Regions from separate parts of the Pan troglodytes genome. Here region 1 is linked to region 2. A link is a contact called in public Hi-C data. All regions are on one chromosome and are shown on one strand. Each heading gives the region's core, a stretch centred on a gene start, on an enhancer-like site or on the middle of the called end of the contact. The rest is flanking DNA. Distances are from core to core; before and after follow the strand shown.

Evidence for each region. Hi-C and Micro-C count contacts between places; a contact is called where the count stands out from the background.
Region 1: a contact with region 2 is called in a Hi-C map of induced pluripotent stem cells, with 1.6 times the contacts expected there. The contact joins two enhancer-like sites.

Annotation. Positions count from the first base shown.
Region 1 is chr10:131,582,277-131,586,710 of NHGRI_mPanTro3-v2.0_pri, reverse strand. No RefSeq gene overlaps it. Among named protein-coding and RNA genes, the nearest start is that of SCARB1, 110 kb to the left of the region's middle. Within about 2 kb of position 3,035, at least 17 of the 24 cell types and tissues checked have an H3K27ac peak or open chromatin away from gene starts, as enhancers often do. A contact at or near this core is called in induced pluripotent stem cells, where this site is marked.
Region 2 is chr10:131,311,572-131,315,903 of NHGRI_mPanTro3-v2.0_pri, reverse strand. NCOR2 (nuclear receptor corepressor 2) reads left to right here. Exons shown (of 48, transcript XM_024348140.3): 4 at 1,159-1,286; 5 at 4,022-4,199. Among named protein-coding and RNA genes, the nearest start is that of NCOR2, 82 kb to the left of the region's middle. Within about 2 kb of position 1,658, at least 7 of the 24 cell types and tissues checked have an H3K27ac peak or open chromatin away from gene starts, as enhancers often do. A contact at or near this core is called in induced pluripotent stem cells, where this site is marked.

The sequences.
Region 1 (4,434 bases), core at 1,786-4,285, 270 kb before region 2:
CGGGCTAATGATGGAGCGGCGTACCCTTGGTCAACCTCCGTTTCTGCATCGCTGCCCAAGAGGGAGCCAGTTTTGGAAAGGGCAGCGGAGACAGCCGATCGCCTGCTGGCGACTCCTGGTGATGGGGGCATCTGCACTGCAGTGTGGAGGAGGCCTCTCACCGCCCTGCTTAATTGCATGCTCGGCTGACATCTCTTCTGCACTGCTGCCTCAGTGATCTTTCTCAAGTGCAAATCTGCTCATGTAGCTCCCGGCTAAAATCCCCCAGGCCCTCAGAATAAGGTCCCAGCTCTGAAATGGGGGACACAGGGCCCTGCATGATCCGGCTCCAGCACAGATTTCCCAAAGGCCTTGCAATTCTTCCAAGCAGCCAGGCTGTGACATCCACGCGCTCCCCGCCACCCAGCCACGGCATTTATCCTTGTTTTTTCCACCCGGAACTTCTTCTGTTCCTGCCTGGATGCAACCCCCAATCTGTCTTTTCCCCCTTCTTCTTCGGGCCTCTATTTTGATCACTCCTCCTCTGGGAAGACTTCCTTGATCTCTCAAGCCTTGGCTGTGTGCTCTTGCCATAGGCTATGCCTGGGCTCTTCACTTAATCACGTGTAGTGAGCACTTGGGTCTTAATCTTTCTCTCTCTTCTGAGCTGTGGGCTTCACGAAGGCTTTGCTGAAGCTCTATCCCTGGTTACAGAGTGGGTGTTTCACAAGGTTGTGTTGGAACACCTGAATATGCGAGTAAACAGATGGGGCCTTTTATATGAGTTTGTATCAGTTATCTATTGACAAAATAATGCTGCATAACAAATCACCTCAAATATCAGTGACCTCAAACAATAATCATTTATTAGGCTCATACATCTGCAGGTCAGTGATTGAGGCTGGGCTTGGCTGGGCGGTTCTTCTTTCTCGGCTGGGTGGTTCTTCTGTTTCAGCTAGGCTTGCTTGCATGTCTGGGGGTGGCTGGCTATTGGTTGCTCCAGGGTGGCCTTAGCTGGGATTGCTGGGAGAGCTCTGCTTTGCTCTGCACATCTCTCCTCCAGCTGGCTAGCCTGGGTAGGATCTGAGATGATGGCAGAGGTGGAAGAGTACAAGCAGTTGCTCCAGGCTTTTCAAGGCCCACCTTGGCACTAGCACATTGTTACTTTTATCAGCTGACACCAGTCACAAGGCCATTTCAGATTCAAGGGGTTGGGGAGTAACTTTACCTCTTTGGTGAGAGGAATTGCAAAGCCACACAGCAAAGGGCATGCATACAGGGTGAGGTATAAACTTGGGGCCATCAACACAATCTATCAGGGAGGTTAAGTCAAGTCCTTACAACAGTGCAGTGGGTGTCCAAAAGGTGCCGTCCAAGCATGGCAACTCTTCTGATGGTGACAACAATGATGGTGTTCCGCTTTTTTAAATTGTGGCAAAATACATCTAACATAACATTTACCATCTTAACCATTTTCGAGTGTACAGTTCAGGGGCATTGAGTACATTCACACTGTTGTGCAACAGATCTCCAGAACTTTTTCATCTTGCAGAACTGAAACTCTGTCCCCATTAAACAAGCACTCCCATTTCTCTCTCCCTAGCCCCTGGCAATTGCCATTCTACTTTCTGTCTCTATGAATTTGATGACTCTAGCTACCTCTTCTAAGTGGAATCAAACAGTATTTGTCCTTTTGTGACTGGCTTATTTCACTTAGCATAATGTCCTCAAGGTTCATCCATTGGGTTAGCACATGACAGGGTTTTCTTCCTTTTCCTGGCTGGATAATATTCCATTGTATGGATGGACCACAGTTTGTTTATCCATCCATCTGTCCGTCCGTCCATCCATCCATCCATCCATCCATCCACAAACCCTTATGTTGCCTCCATCTTTGAGCTCTTGTGAATCAACACATCAGGCTGCTATAAACTTCAGTGTGCACATATTTCTTTGAGATTCTCTTTTCTGTTCTTTTGGATATAAACCCAGAAGTGGAAGCTGAGCATGGTGACTCAGCCTGTAACCCCAGTACTTTGGGAGACAGATGTAGAAGGACTGCTTGAGCCCAGCAGTTTGAGACCAGTCTGGGCAACATCTCGAGACCTTGTCTCCAATAAAAATTTAAAAATTAGCTGGGCGTGGTGGCACATACCTGTGGTCCCAGCTACTTGGGAGGCAGAAGTGGGAGAATCACTTGAACCCAGGAGGTCAAGGCTGCAGTGAGCCATGATCACGCTGTTGCACTCCAGCCTGGGTGACAGAGTGTGATCCTGTCTCAAATAAATAAATAAATAAATAAAACCCAGAAGTGGGTTTGCTGGATCTTAGATGGTGTGGCTTTTCGGCTTGCAGGAAAGGCCTGTGGAACACAAATGCCGATCCGTGGGTTAACAGAGCAGCTGTTTACGGGGCAGATCTGAGGTCGGGTTGCCTGGTTTGGACCCCAGATCCTCTGCTTCCTGATTATGCTTCCTCCGTGAAGCCACCCACTCTGAGCCTCAGTTTCCTCCTCTGTGCAATGGGCGTGATACTAAGACCTATCCGTAGAGTGTGAGGACTAAACGGGTAAGGTGCTTCCAACAGTGCCTGATGCATAGCCAGCTCTCAACACACAATACCCACGTGTTGTTTTCCGGTGATCAGTGCCTTTGACACCGCCTTAGCCCCCCTGAAATGAAAGCACTGTAGTTGATGGCCGGCTGGCAGCAGTGTTCTTCTTCACTGTGGGAATACACCCAGAGTTTATCTCCTCCGGGCAAACCACAGGGACGACTGGGTTCATATTTGGTTACAGGTGCTGACACCACATCCCCTCTGCTGGGGTGTCCAGCCGGGGCCTTGGAGGGCTTGGGGCTGGTGCTAAGTTGGCGTTTAGCAGGGTGGGAGGGATGCTCCTTCTGCCGCTGTTCAGCTCTCTCTTTCCTAGGCCTGCTCTTCCCCCTCCACCCCTCCGCACAGATTGCAATTTCGGCCGCGGCAGGAAGAGAGGAATGAGCTTGCATAATAGAGGAACATTTGGTTCTTTCAGGCTGGGCCTGGAGAGGGGGAAGGCTTTTGTGCTGAAGTGTGCACCACGGGGGCAGACTCGAGAGGTTTCCTGTGTGCTGGGGCTGGGAGGAGCTTTGTGCATGGGAGGGATGGCCGCACTGAGGTCCAGATGGACGTGGGGGTGGGGACCGCTCCCCCAGGGAAGGGCAGATGGGGAGGGTGACTTTGCTGCTTCTCAGAGATGGGAAGCAGGGCAAGAGGAAAACCGCATAGGGCAGGGATGGGAGGCCCGGGCAGGGCTGGGCCTCGGGCGCCCTGGGCCATGCACATGGCCCCAGCAGACTGTTCCTCTCCCCAGGGCCTTTTGGGCCACTTCCTGCACACCCCAGAGAGGTCTGTGGCCTCAGCATGGAGTTAAACCTGTGCCTTCCTGATCCAAGGGGATGGTTTTGAGCTGTGAGGGGGCCTCTCCAGGACCACTGAGTCAGAGGCGAGAGAGATGGGTGTGCAAACACGGCCAGTGTCAGCAGGTCTCTCCCCAGATGTGACAACCCTCACCCGAACCGGACCCCTGGCACTGCTGATCATCAGGGTCAGAGATGGGACATTCATTCCCACTGGATATTTAAAAGCCAGAGCAGGGGTGTGCACCGTGAGTCTTTGAGGGTCTTCCATAACTTCCAATGCCATGTCTGGGTCTCTGACCTGGCTCAATCCTCACAGCAGAGGGAGGCCAGGGGCAGCTAGCCAGGCTTTCCACAAGGATTTGCTGTGCATTGACTCTGTCCTGGGCCCCGTTCTAGATGCTGGGATACAGCCGTGAACAAAGCAGACAGAGATCCAGGTGCTCCGAGGTTTATTCTAGTGGAGAAGGAGGTGGACACGGATCAAGTCAACATCAAGGCACAGACAATGGCATTGTGGGGGTACACAGCCAGCCTCAATTCCTCACCACCCCCCACATCTGTGCCCTTTACTGGGTGGCAAAGAAGTAGAGTGCATTTCCCCACCTCTTGACTTTAGGTCTGGCCATGTGACTTGCTTTGGCCATAAGAAGGCAATGGAAATGAGGCTGTGCTAGTATTGGCCCTATCCCTTCAGGGACCTTGTATTATGCTGTGCCTCTGTCACTGGGTGAGAAAAACAGGCCCTGGGTTAACTTGCTGATCCAAAGAGGAAGAGAGACAGGTGGGGCAGCCCAGCCCATCCTGGATCAGGTGACTCCCAGCCAACTGGCAGACACGGAAATGATAATGAGTGATTGCAGGTGGGAATCTTTTGTTACGCGGCATGTCGGCAGCAATAGCTAACTGATACAATCAGCTACTGCTAAGTGCTGTTATTAATGCCTTTTTATAGGCAAGAAAACTGAGACCTGCAGAGGTGAAGAAGCTGTCTTGAAGTTAGAGATGGCTGCGCCCAGACAAGAAGCCAGCTGTGCTAATTCCAGGTGGATTGTTCATT
Region 2 (4,332 bases), core at 409-2,908:
ACAATTGTGCTATCAGTGTCAAGACTGTCACAATAAGGGAGAGAGACCAGGCTCAGCTCCAAATACGGCCAAGGCAGCTGAGGCCTCATAGCCTAGCCGCAGGGCGGAGGGAGGGGTCAGTGGATGGAAAATTACTAAGAGGAGCGCTTGAGGGTGGGGGGTTCCTCTGGACTGACTTAGCAGGATGCCTGCAGCTGGGCAGAGCCCCGCAAGGCCGAGGCCAAGGCCGAGGCCCCGTAGAGAGAGGATGGGTCAGAGGAGCTTGACTCAGGTGTGGGCAAGGAGAGTCTTTGTCAAATGGACGATGGTGTGTTATTAAAGGAGGAAGGTCTGCCTAAGGCTTACCCTTCTGGCTGTGATACGAGCGGGAGTTCCTCTTTTACAGGGCGGCCTTGGGGTCAGGGGTCGCTTTGTTCTGAAACCTGGTCTTTGGGCCTCGCTGGCTGTCGGGTGTTTGTCGCCGTCACTTGCCACCATCCATCCTTCTCCTGGCGAGTGAGGCCCGAGCCTCGTTCCCTCGCGTGGGCATCACTTACCCACCCTGCCAAGAGCTGGGCATCTAGGTTGGGCCTTTTCCCAGTTGTTGCTGCAAATGCATTTCTGTTTTTACAAATAATGCTGCGCCGTATGCACCTTCAGTCCTGTCTTCCCAGGCCTGCGTTTCCAAGCTTCAGCTCCTCAGGCTGGAGGGACCCACAGCCTGGCAGGGGTAGGATGGGGTGGGAGGGTAGAAAAGCGAAGACAGCTTCCTCTACTCTGGCCCCCCAGTCAACGCCAGCATGGCCGGCAGACAGAGGCCATGGTTAGGATGGTTCCAGGCCTGTATTAGCCTGTGGCCTCAGACAGCCCCATCAGACCTCCCAGGCTTGGCGGTCTCATCTGGAAGGTGGGCGTGATCGTGGGTCCCTGGGATGCTGTGTGGGAAGGATGCAGCCCAGGGCCGTTCAGCTGTCTGTGTTCCTTCTCCTCCTTGGCGTTCGGCCCCAAGGGTAGCCTCTGGCCAGATGGTCCCTGAAGTTCCCTGCAGGACTTGGGCTTATCTGCCTAGGGCAGGAGCGAGCCTGAGCAGGGAGTCCACGGCCTTGCCCACTGTGCCCTGCCGTGCCCCGCCATGCCCGTGCCCGCCCACGCTCACCACTCCTCTGTCCCCTCCTGCAGGACGTCGGGCTCCTGGAGTACCAGCACCACTCCCGCGACTATGCCTCCCACCTGTCGCCCGGCTCCATCATCCAGCCCCAGCGGCGGAGGCCCTCCCTGCTGTCTGAGTTCCAGCCCGGGAATGAACGGTGAGGAGAGAGTTGCTGCCTCCCTGTCCAGGGCGTGAGAGCTCCTTCTCAGATGGAGAAGCAGAGGCCCGTGGCAGAGCAGGAGCACACAGGGTCCTGTGAAATGAGGGGATGTCGGGCCGTGTGTTCACCTTTGACCTGGCGTGGGCGTGACTCGGGGTGAGGATGGGACAAGCAGGGAAGAGCGACGTGGCCCTCAGACTTCCAGCGTGGAACTTCAGTGGCCTCTGTGGGTTTAGGCAGCAGTGGGGACCTCCAAGCTGGGCTGCAGCAGGGCTGGGCTTCTGTGGGAAGATTTGAGTCCACACCTGGGGCCCCTGCCCTCTCCTCCCATTCTTCCTTCTTCTCCAGCTGGCAGAGGACGCCCTCTGGTGTGTGCCTGTGCTGGGCCAGCCTTACTTTCCTTGATCCAGGTGGGAAGGGAATGAACAGGTTAGGTGGTAGGGTGAGAGGGAGGTGGGGAGTGGGAGGGAGGTGGGGTGGGGAGCTGGAGGGACTGCAGCAAGGGGAGGGCCAGGGCTGGGTCAGAGCCAGCTCTCCATGCATTCACTTGGGATCGGTAGGCCACGTTCTTTCTCCCATCTTCTCTAGGAGCTTCTGCTGGAGACGGCTGAGGTGTGGGGAATTGTGCCTATTTCTCAGATGGGGCAGCTGAGGCTGCGAGGTTGAGGGATGGGCTCTTGTTTACTCAGCCAGGACTAGAAGTCGAGGCACCAGGCCCCAGCCCTTCATGGTACCACGGAGGTGTGGCAGGGCCCCAGATCAGGCGGGGCTGGTGAACTCAGGTGGGCGCAGGCGTCTGGAGGAGGGGAGGCCGAGGCAGCGTGCCTTCTGTACCTGGATTGGTTTCCTGGGCCTGCCGTCGCAACGTGCCACAAACTGGGTGGCTTCAAGCCACAGAAGTGCATTCCCGTGATCTGAAGTCAGGGCATCCGCAGCGCCGCGCCCCCTCGGAAGGCTCAAGGGGAGGATGCTTTTCTGTCTCCTCCAGCTTCTGGGGGCTACAGGCGTTCCTCAGCTGTGGCTGCATCGGTCCAATCTCTGCCTCTGCCTCTGTCTCACGTGGCCATTTCCTTGTCTGTCTCTGTGTTCTCTTGTTGTGTTACAAGGACCCCAGTGATCGTAATCCAGGATGGCCTCATCTTAGCTTCATTCCATCTGCAATGACCCTAGGTCCAAAGAAGGTCTTATTCTGAGGTTCCAGTGGCTGTGCATTTTGGGAGGATGTTATATTTTGAGGTTCCAGTGGCTGTGCATTTTGGGAGGATGTTATATTTTGAGGTTCCAGTGGACGTGGATTTTGGGAGGACGTTGTATTTTGAGGTTCCAGTGGCCGTGGATTTTGGGAGGACATTATTTGAGCCACTGCAGTGCCACTATCATGTTTAAGAGAAAACACCATGTGCTTCCTGCCAAGCCTATGTAATGGTGAAGCCCTGGGTTCTGGGCCTTGAAGAGGGGGATGTCTTGGGACCCAGCTTTGGAGGGACAAGGACTTGAGGCCCCTCCAGGGAGGTGAGCACAGAGGGGTGGCTGCCCCGCTCCCCGGGGGGGCCAGCAACACGGCCCCAGCCCGTGCTGCAGTGGGCAGCATTCGGTCAGTCTACAGGCACTGATTGAACACCTACTGTGCGCCAATACCTGGGGACAGCCATGAACAAGACAGGTGAACCACCCTGCGTTCATTCATGGGTGGGGGAGGTGGCCAGGAAACACCTGTTGTCACCAAGCGCGTGGGAGGGCAGTGGAGAGAGAGCAGACAGGCGGGTGTAGTGTGGTCTGGCCTGGGACAAGGAGGCGCCATCTGCACCACGACATGAAGGGGAGGAGCTCACGTGGAGGGCCTGAGGTCTCAGTGCTCCAGGCAGAGCCCAGCAGATGCAAAGGCCCTGGGGCAGGAGTGCAGTGGCGGGACAGCGAGGGCCAGGCCAGGCAGGGCTTGTGCAGGAGGGGAACAGCTGTGGATTCCCTGCTTAGCCTCTGGGACAAGCATTTCAGCAAGGCCCATATTCAGGCTCTTTCTGGTGGGTGATGGTTAGAGCCTCAGAGGTGGAGGCCAGGAGTCCCAGCTCTGTGGGGTGTGCTTAGTTAGGCAAGGCCATGCCCTCTCTAGGCACACTGCGGAGGAGGGTTCAGGAGAGCCAGTCGCTGGGGAAACTGGGCAGCTCCAGTCTCTGCACCGGGCTGCTAGGCTGAGTTGAGAAGGTGGTTAGGCCAGGTTCAGCAGCAAGAGTTCTGCGATCGGCCAGCGATGTCTGCCCTGCGTGGGTGAGAGGGAAATGGCATCACGGGTGCTGTTATCTGTGTTAGGCTCACAGCATTTCCCGGATGGACTGTGCCTGTGAACGACCCAGCGATCTTGTTAAAATGCAGAGTCTGACTCAGTAGGCCTCAGATGGTACTGGAGATTCTGCATTGTAGCCAGCCCCAGGTGGGGACGGTGGGGTGGTCCGTGGCGAGGGAGGGGCAGTCACTCTGGGGTGTTCCAGTGCCACCGTAGCACACTACCTCCCTGTAAATGTCCTCGGTGAATGTGGACCTGAAGGAAGGCAGCGCTGCATTGGAGTCCTGCCCTGCTGTGGGATCGTGGGAGGTGGGCTCCTGTGAGCACCTTCCTGGCAGGATCATACGGAGCACGGCGCGCAGTAGATGCTCGGCGCAGAGGGTGGTCGGGGCCTCGGGAGTTCTCAGAGCCACAATCTCCTATGTGACGTTGGATGCCTCACCTCCCGCAGGTCCCAGGAGCTCCACCTGCGGCCAGAGTCCCACTCATACCTGCCCGAGCTGGGGAAGTCAGAGATGGAGTTCATTGAAAGCAAGCGCCCTCGGCTAGAGCTGCTGCCTGACCCCCTGCTGCGACCGTCACCCCTGCTGGCCACGGGCCAGCCTGTGGGATCTGAAGACCTCACCAAGGTAAGCCTGGGCCCCCAGCTGGGAGCTCCTCTCCCGCTTGAGGTTCTGCTGCTGGTTGGGCTGGGTGGGAGGTGGCGGGTAGGTATGCAGGGAGGGGGCAGCTCGGGCAAAGGCTTGGAGGTGGGCCAAGCAC